Regions from separate parts of the Gossypium hirsutum genome. Here regions 1 and 2 are each linked to region 3. The links are chromatin contacts, called in public Hi-C maps. All regions are on one chromosome and are shown on one strand. The core of a region is the stretch at or near the end of the contact, and the rest is flanking DNA. Distances in the headings are between cores, read along the strand shown. Region 1 holds the start of LOC107894150 (lanC-like protein GCL2). Region 2 has its middle 8.3 kb from the start of LOC107894149. Region 3 has its middle 6.5 kb from the start of LOC121212989.

Region 1 (2,700 bases), core at 58-2,557, 180 kb after region 3:
GGGATAGTCTCCTCTAAAGATTCCCACAGAAGCGTCCTCTTTATTTTATTTGAACTTCTGTAAATGAAGGCAATAAGAATTTTTTGGATGGGAACTCTGTACAAGGCTCGTGCAAGAATGAAGTGGGGGTGATTTCAGAGAATTTCTAGGTTAACAGAGGAATTCCAGCCAAGCCATATTCCCCCTGAGAATCCTCTAGCTTCAATACGGTGTGAATACTGAAATCCTATTTTTGCAATTACTTCATCAGCTTTGCGACCACTAACTCGTGGTTCTAGTAGACTAACAATGTCCAGCTTGTGTTCCCTATTATATTATCTAAACGTACGAATAAATTTTTCATTTGCGCACCCTTGGCAATTCCACGAAAAAATTAAGATTCTAGTACTCATTAGTAAAAAAAAAATGAGTGTTGTATCAAAGCTTATTTAATTACTGTTTTGTTTCTATGTTGTCTCCTGCTTTCTTTCCTATCCCTACAGGGGCTTCATTTACTAGCCCTTGTTGGACTTGGTTTTGTAGTAATTCAACCATGCTACTTATAGATTCAGATAATAGATTTTTTAAAGGATAAGCCTTAAAAGGATTACCTTTATCTTTGTTGACTTTGAGATTTTTCCCTTTCCGAGCATTCCCTATTTTCGTAATACCACGTGCTGCTGGTATTGCAATTTAGGAAGCTCCTGATTTGCCTCTGTTCTTCTGAGAAAGTCCCTTATTTATAGGTTGATTGTCCTCTTTAAAAAAACGACAGAATGTTTAGAGGCATCAAGAATACCTGCTGTTAGGACCTTCATAATTTCTTTTGTCGTTTGAAAATCTGGAGGAGCGGGGTGTTCTTCAATAGTTTCTCTATTTGATGTCTTAGTTATCCCTTCCAGTAGACTTGGTTCGGTGATGCTTGGCTGAGTCTCATGAGCCTCTGCACCCGTTCTTGGTGAAAGTAAAATTGGAGTATGTGCACTGCCAGCTTTATTTTGTGGTATGCCGACTATTCCTGCTCTTTCTTCCAATGGTTGTTGGTAGCCTGGTCTCTATGGATCTTTGATTAAGGATTTTTGATTACTATCAGGCAGAATTCGTTGTTGTAGGTCGGTTTTGTTGATCGTTTAACCCAACGTAGTGTTGGTCTAAGATGGTTCCCCGATTAATTTCCCTCAATTTAGCCCATCGATATGCTGTGCATTTTGGTCTATATGCATTGGGCCATCCTCTCTCCCTGGGCCCAGTTTGAGCAGGCCTGACTGATCCCGTTCGACGTACATTGTGCCTCCCTCTTCACGGGCTTTAGGGGACCCATCACAGCTAGGTTTTCCAAGACCTGAAATCTTGATGTTCTTTCTCCGTCGACTGCAGCGTTTTCGACTCCTTTCTGTCTTGTTCTTCCGGTTCGTCTTGACTTCTTTTCAACCAACATCCAGGGTCCATACGTCCCTTGGGTAGTGTTTCCTCTTTTGTTATCCCCTTTGTCAATTCCCTGGTTTGTTTTGTCAGGTATGTCCCCTTCACAAATTCCTTCCATCCCCATCTCACTTTTAGGGCAAATTTCCTTTGTGTGCCCATAATGCCCGCATTGGAAGCAGACCGTTGGAAGGTGCTTATACTCAATTCGTTGAGTTGCTCCATTGACAAGAACCTGCGAAATCAAGGGCTTGTCCAAGTTAACGAACACAACCATTCTTGCGAATCTCCCTCTTACACCATTGTCAGTATTAAAATCTAATTTTGAGACTTTCCCGATCGTGGCCCCAATTTCCCGTAAGACTTGCCGTTTATACATGTGCCTAGGAAGACCAGAGAGTCGGATCCATGCCATAACTGTTCTAGGATATGGATGAAACGGGTTAAAGTCAATAGTCCATGGTTGGACAGTTAAGTACTACCCAAAGACTACCCACAGCCCTTGACACAAAACTCTCTCATAATCATCCAGATTCTTGAATTACGCCAGAAAGTAGCCGTTCTCCACATCCATAAGATTGAAAGGCTAAGAGGGTTTCCATAGTGCAGTTACCTTGTTTTGTAATGCATTATAACCTATATTCCTCCTCAACAGTTTTATAACTACCGTGAGTTGCATGTGATTAACGAGGATTTGGGTAATACGATCAGAAAAATTGATTGAAGGGACTCCATTGAGTATCGAGCGTTCCACATCATCTATTGATAACTCAAAATCTTTATCTTCTTCTGCTTCTGTAGCATTGGTTGGTATCTCAATCTGGTAGAATCCTAAGCCCATCAGATGATCTTTCCAAGAGAGAGATTTCCTTGTTTCTTTTATTGTTTCCATGTCGGCATCTCGACTCTCCTCAGAATCCCGTAGTCGAACCTTCTTTGTTGCTGTAGTCGCTGATACGCCTTCATCGTCCCTTTCGTGCTTCGAAGGTTCTTCCATATTTTTTTATCAAAAGATTTTGTCTCTAAAAAATATAAAAATTTTATTAAAATAAATTACAATGATATTAATACCATACAAGAGTTTTAACTTTGAAGCTAATCGAGTCTAATCTATATATACCAGTTTTATAATTAATCCAATTAGTATTTTATTTTTGAAATTTTTAATTTTTTTATATGTAAAAAAAGTCAATGTATATTGAATTTGAGCCAAGGCAACCTATTTCTTGCCACTTCTGCATTCCTTCCTGCTCTTCACGGCATGCGTGGAGACAGGTGTTAGCTTGTGGCAGCTCCAGA
Region 2 (2,700 bases), core at 66-2,565, 150 kb after region 3:
AAGAGCCAATTGTTTCTCTTTTTCGTTAGACTTACCAAAGAACAAAACACCATCATTGAAAGGCCGTGGATTAGTTCCTAGTAATGTAACCTTAGCAGCAGCTAATCTCTTTGTGTGAAGGTTCCCCTTCAGATGATCAACACCGAATCACTATAACATGGTGCAAGGCACAGAGTGCAGAAGAAAATGAACCGCTTCCGTTCCTCACGAAGCTCTATATACGTATGCCCTTGTGACCGTACATTATTAAGAGTGGTTCTTGCTAACTGTTCCTTTAAACTACAAGCAATTGTCCGTGGAAATCCTAAGTCCCTCCTTTCTTCCATTTGAATTACAATATGATAAAACTCAAACCACAGTAAATCGACAATTCCACCAAAACTAAATTCAAATTCAAGGCTTTCTTTTTAATTTCTTTTTATGGGCATGTAAAAGCTCTAATAGAATCCAATTGCATAACAACCTGACTTGAAGGTTAAGAATCATTGAAAGCCATAAATTTCAAATTTGTAAGCTTCTTCAACTTCTTCTACACTTGAAAAGGCTGAAGCATTCAGCAATTCCACATGAAAACTTAACAAAAGAAGGGGGTACTTCAGAGAACCTTAAAAATTCGATCCGCCGATTCCTTCAGCAAACAAACTTGTAAATTCTCATAGAATTTCATGGCAGACCCTAATATCTGTAAATCAGTCCTTCGAACTTCTATGTTCCAAGCAAAGAAATAGTTAAAATGTCAAATCAACAAATTTCCCAAAAACAAAAAGTAACACTAAAAATAAAAAAGAAAAAGAAAATTTAACAGCCTCCAACTAAATATATTCGTGGAGAACTCTGTATCAAATTCTTAGCAAACCGGCGGGTTCGAACAGCGGCAAAGTAAACATGGAAAGCCACGGAGTGAATAGAATGTGAGCTGCTAGAGCGAGAATCCTCCATGTCATATCCATTTTTTTTCAGAGCAGCAAAGCTAAGGAAAAAACAATTAAAGAAGAGAAAGATTGAATTAAAAAGAATAAAGATTACGAAAGAAAGCGAGAGAAAATCAGAGGGAGATAACAGAGTTTTGAGAGGATTATTGTTTGAGAAAACAGAAATTCAATTGTGCTTGCGATGAAGCAAGATTCGAGTGAACGGAAAGCAAGATCCGTCGAAGGGTAGGATGAATACGTGTAAGATTTATGGCTTGCGATGTAGAGCAAGCGATTCTGGTTGTAAGATTATTGAAATGGAATGATGCCAGGAACCACGGGAGAGGGAATTTAATTTTCGGATGCTTGACATCACACCCTTTTTTTAACCCCTGACCAGAGGTCCATCAGTTATTTACGTAATGTAAGGTTTTCTATTTAGATAATATATCCAATGGTATGCCTTCTACATGTCATCCGCATCACCTATAAAATTAATATATTTTAATAAATTAATAATAAATTTAAAAAGTAATATTTTAATCTAAAAATGGGTGGCTAAAATGTCATGTTGCACCCCTTTTTCATGTTCACTTTTACTCTCTCCTTTTTTACTTTGGAGTGATTGTTGTATAATTTTGAATTTCATACCTCTATTTTATAGAAATTTGAAGTTAGTCCATTTATTTTAATTTATCATAATTTGATCATTATATGTTTTCGAAGTTAAAAATTTAGTCAAATTATTTAATATTGTTAAACTCGATCATCAAATTACTTATTTCAATATTAATTGTTTATCAAATTCATGTGAAAAAATTAATAAAATCATCAATTCAACAATTTATTAATTTTCCACGTATAAATTGTTGAATTGATGATTTTATTAATTTTTTTCACATGAATTTGATAAACATTTAATCTTGAAATAAGTAATTTGATGATCGAGTTTAACAATATTAAATAACTTTTAAATTTTGAAAACATACAAAGATCAAATTAAGGTTTTTTACCTCAATAATCTAAAAAATAATAATAATTAAATATCAAAATGAGTCACCCTACAAATTAATTATCAAAATGGGTCATTTGCTATAATATTTTTCGGTGCCACCTAACTAGTTGATGGCACCACATGGGTTTTAAAAAAAATATTTTTTTATTAGTGCCGCTTAACATATTAACAACATCAAACTACAATATAGTTAGTTATTATATTTATCATATTATAAAATAATTATTTTATTTCAACTGGTAAGGTGCGTGGTTTTTAACTTGGTGGCATGACCATATAATTAAAAATCACACACTCTACCACCTAAGTTAAAATAGCTATTTTGTAACATAATAAATATAATCACTAACTATATTTTATTTCAGTGTTGCCAATGTGTTTGGTGGCAATAATAAAAAACTATTTTTTTTAAAAAAAACCTCGTGGTGTCGCCAACCAGTCAGACGGCGTTAAAAAATATTGTAGCAAATGACCCATTTCGATAATTAAATTGTAGGTGACCCATTTTAGTATTTAATTATTTTTTGGAATATTAGGATAAAAAAGCCATCAAATTATAATAAATTAAACTAAATGGACTAACTTCTAATTTCCATAAAATAAAGGTGTGAAATTCAAAATTATATCACAATCACCCCAAATAAAAAAAAAGTCAAAGTCATGGTGAAAAAGGCTGCCCGACAATTTGGCGTCACCCCTTTAGATTAAAATATTATTTTTTTATTTTTATTAAAATATTATTTTTTATCGGTAATGCTGCTTGATGCATTAGCA
Region 3 (2,700 bases), core at 185-2,684:
CTACTTCATGCTTCTGGAGTTGCTGCTTCAGCTCTTATATTGGTTAAGTGCCGCCTCTGCCAGAGGCACAACCGGTGCCGCTTCTGGCACCCCCTCCATTCCTTTTTTTTTTTAAATTTTTGTGTTTTTTTTAGACATAAAATTTTTTTAGCAGAAAATGACAGAATGATGTCAAAGGTAAGGTGGTCACACCACTGCCATAGGCGGCACCACCCTAAATGTACCATTTTGGTACATAATTTTTTTGTTGTATTATTTTAATATATATTTTTAATTTTTTTGTCTTATTTTAGTAAAAAAATCCCCCCAACAAGTAAGACCGATGACAAGCCTCTATCATGTTATCTAAGCCTTGCTCCTCAAGTATACTTCAATTTGAATAATAAAGAGCGATTCAACCGTTTCACTCCACGTGACTATACTCTTTTAAAGGGTAAAGATATGACTTTTTACTTGTTCCCATGTACAACATTAATTGTTAGAGTACAAATATTTGGGTGGCCTATGTTGGCGCTTCACATCGCGAGGGTGCGAATTAAACTTAGGATTTGGAAGAGTGAATGGGGTGAAGCCCTAACAGAGTTAGGATTAGATATAAAGTTATTTATTGAAGAATGGAGACTAGGCATGGTTTCCAGCCACTTGAGTTCTTTTCCTTTGGGTACAATGATAATAAAGCAACGTGTGTTAACTTAGGACATTGTTCGTGACTTGGATGAAATCAGTCAGAATCTATTGAATGTGAAGAAATGATAAATATTATCATAAGTTCTTCTAATACATATAGATTGTGTAAATCCTCCGAAATTTATGTTCGAGCTATGTTAAGAAGAAATGAGGGGGTTATGTATAACCAGTTTCTTTATGGTGATTGCCTATTCTAACTAGAAAGCTTAAAAGTAGATATATAACCATATTTATATTCATAAAAATAATAAAAAGTTATTAAAGTAATGCACGTGGATGCGTTCTTAGTAAGAATTTTCTATCATATTAAAATGGGCGTGCCCAATGGAAGCAAACAAATAAATTCAAAAAGAAAAGAAAAAAGAAAAGGCCAAGAGACCACAGTGTAGTGGAGACTAGAGAATCCAAGTTCTCATTGCATCGGCACCGCACATGACATGATGGAGTGTGAAATTATTTATTATTTCTGTCACTATGTTAACCTACTAAATTTGATTTATTTAGTCATTGGGCAATCACAACCGCTCTTCATTTGGTAAACCCTTTACAATAAGTTTCCCGAAAGCCGAGACTGCCTTGGACTGTCTGTATCAGATCACATTATATCATAATGATGATATTATTATTTTGTTTTGTTTACAGGTAGCTAATTTGGTATGGAGGCAGACAAGAAGGTCAAGAGACAGGGCCCATGGAGAGACTTGCTTCAGTTAAGTAGTTTAGGTGTGGAAATCAGGTGGACAGTACAGTTGCATACGTCTCCATCTCATCTGATTTTAACCACCTACCAAGGAACCTAATACCCACACTCTTCCTCCACCTCCTCTCTCTCTCATTGATCTTCTTTCTTTGCCTTATTCTTGTTCAGTTTTTTTTTCTCTTCTCAGCCTTGCTTGTAATTCCTTGCATCGTTTTCTGCTATAAAATTATCACTTCCTATACTGAAAGACTTGCAACTTTCAAATCCATCTGTCTTTCTTTCACTCAACTTGTTATGAAGAGGGATCTGCACTCTCATTTGATTCTAAGGTACCGTACTCTCTCAACTTTTGAACTTTGTTTTAATTAGAGTTAGAGCCAAAAGGGTACCTAAATAAGCAATTTCTGCATTCAGGTTGCTTACATTATATAGAAAGACGATGGGTGGAAATGGGGTATTGTACCCAATTCTTGGATTTGCTTCATGTGTGGCTTTTATTTACATGTCTTTTGGCGACTTGAAGCTTAGTAGTCTCCCTAAGGGACTAAGTTTAAGTTTTGTGGAAAGGAATGGGAGTCGCTTCATTTTGGATGGTAAACCGTTATATGTAAATGGATGGAATTCATACTGGTTAATGGCTCATTCAATGGATGAAAATAGCAGGCGTAGGGTGAGTGCAATGCTGCAAGCTGGTGCAAAGATGGGTCTCACTGTTTGTAGAACTTGGGCCTTAAATGATGGAGGGTATGATGCTCTCCAGATTTCCCCTGGCCAGTTTGATGAGAGAGTTTTCCAGGTATTTTTAATCATCTACGCTTTTTTCTTTCAATCCATGATGATCAGCAACTTTACATTTTGGCAATTATGGCAGGCCTTGGATTATGTCATAGGGGAAGCAAGTCGACATGGGATTAGGTTGCTTCTTAGCTTAGTAAATAACTTGCAAGCATATGGTGGAAAGAAAATAGATGGGAGTATATATGGCGGAGTATCTGTATAATTTTCAGAAAAAAGTCTCCTTGTTGTAAACATGGTCATCCCTGGGTCTTGTTTCTACCTATGTAAGTATATAGCAGTGTTGAGGGTCCGTTCCTTCGGAGAAGTCTTCAAAGTATTGTCCAGTAGGTAGCCGACCCGGTCCCCCAACAACTGAAGTTATTGTCTCTCAAGGAGAGTTTTGTCTCCTGAAGAGGCTCTTGTCTCCTGTGCTTTGTCGAGAGCCAATGTGCCATGAACGGCTACCCCAAGGGACTGGTTCACAGAGCCAGGTCACCCACCAAGAGGCGACATGAGCGCCTCATCCTTGGTAGAGT

Evidence for each region. Hi-C and Micro-C count contacts between places; a contact is called where the count stands out from the background.
Region 1: a Hi-C map of leaf shows a contact between it and region 3, with 4 times the contacts expected there. The contact joins the promoter of LOC107894150 here to the enhancer-like site in region 3. A contact is called at or near these places in 2 of 34 Hi-C or Micro-C datasets (both in leaf).
Region 2: a contact with region 3 is called in a Hi-C map of leaf, with 2.3 times the contacts expected there. The contact joins two enhancer-like sites. A contact is called at or near these places in 13 of 34 Hi-C or Micro-C datasets (anther, callus, hypocotyl and 3 more).

The regions. Positions count from the first base shown.
Region 1 is chrA13:11,864,809-11,867,508 of Gossypium_hirsutum_v2.1, forward strand. It overlaps LOC107894150 (lanC-like protein GCL2), which reads left to right and starts at 1,308. Exons shown (of 6, transcript XM_016819372.2): 1 at 1,308-2,700.
Region 2 is chrA13:11,834,611-11,837,310 of Gossypium_hirsutum_v2.1, forward strand. It overlaps the pseudogene LOC107894148. Among protein-coding and RNA genes, the nearest start is that of LOC107894149, 8.3 kb to the right of the region's middle. Within about 2 kb of position 1,316, at least 9 of the 9 cell types and tissues checked have an H3K27ac peak or open chromatin away from gene starts, as enhancers often do. A contact at or near this core is called in hypocotyl and leaf, where this site is marked.
Region 3 is chrA13:11,688,392-11,691,091 of Gossypium_hirsutum_v2.1, forward strand. It overlaps the pseudogene LOC107894167. Among protein-coding and RNA genes, the nearest start is that of LOC121212989, 6.5 kb to the right of the region's middle. Within about 2 kb of position 1,435, at least 7 of the 9 cell types and tissues checked have an H3K27ac peak or open chromatin away from gene starts, as enhancers often do. A contact at or near this core is called in hypocotyl and leaf, where this site is marked.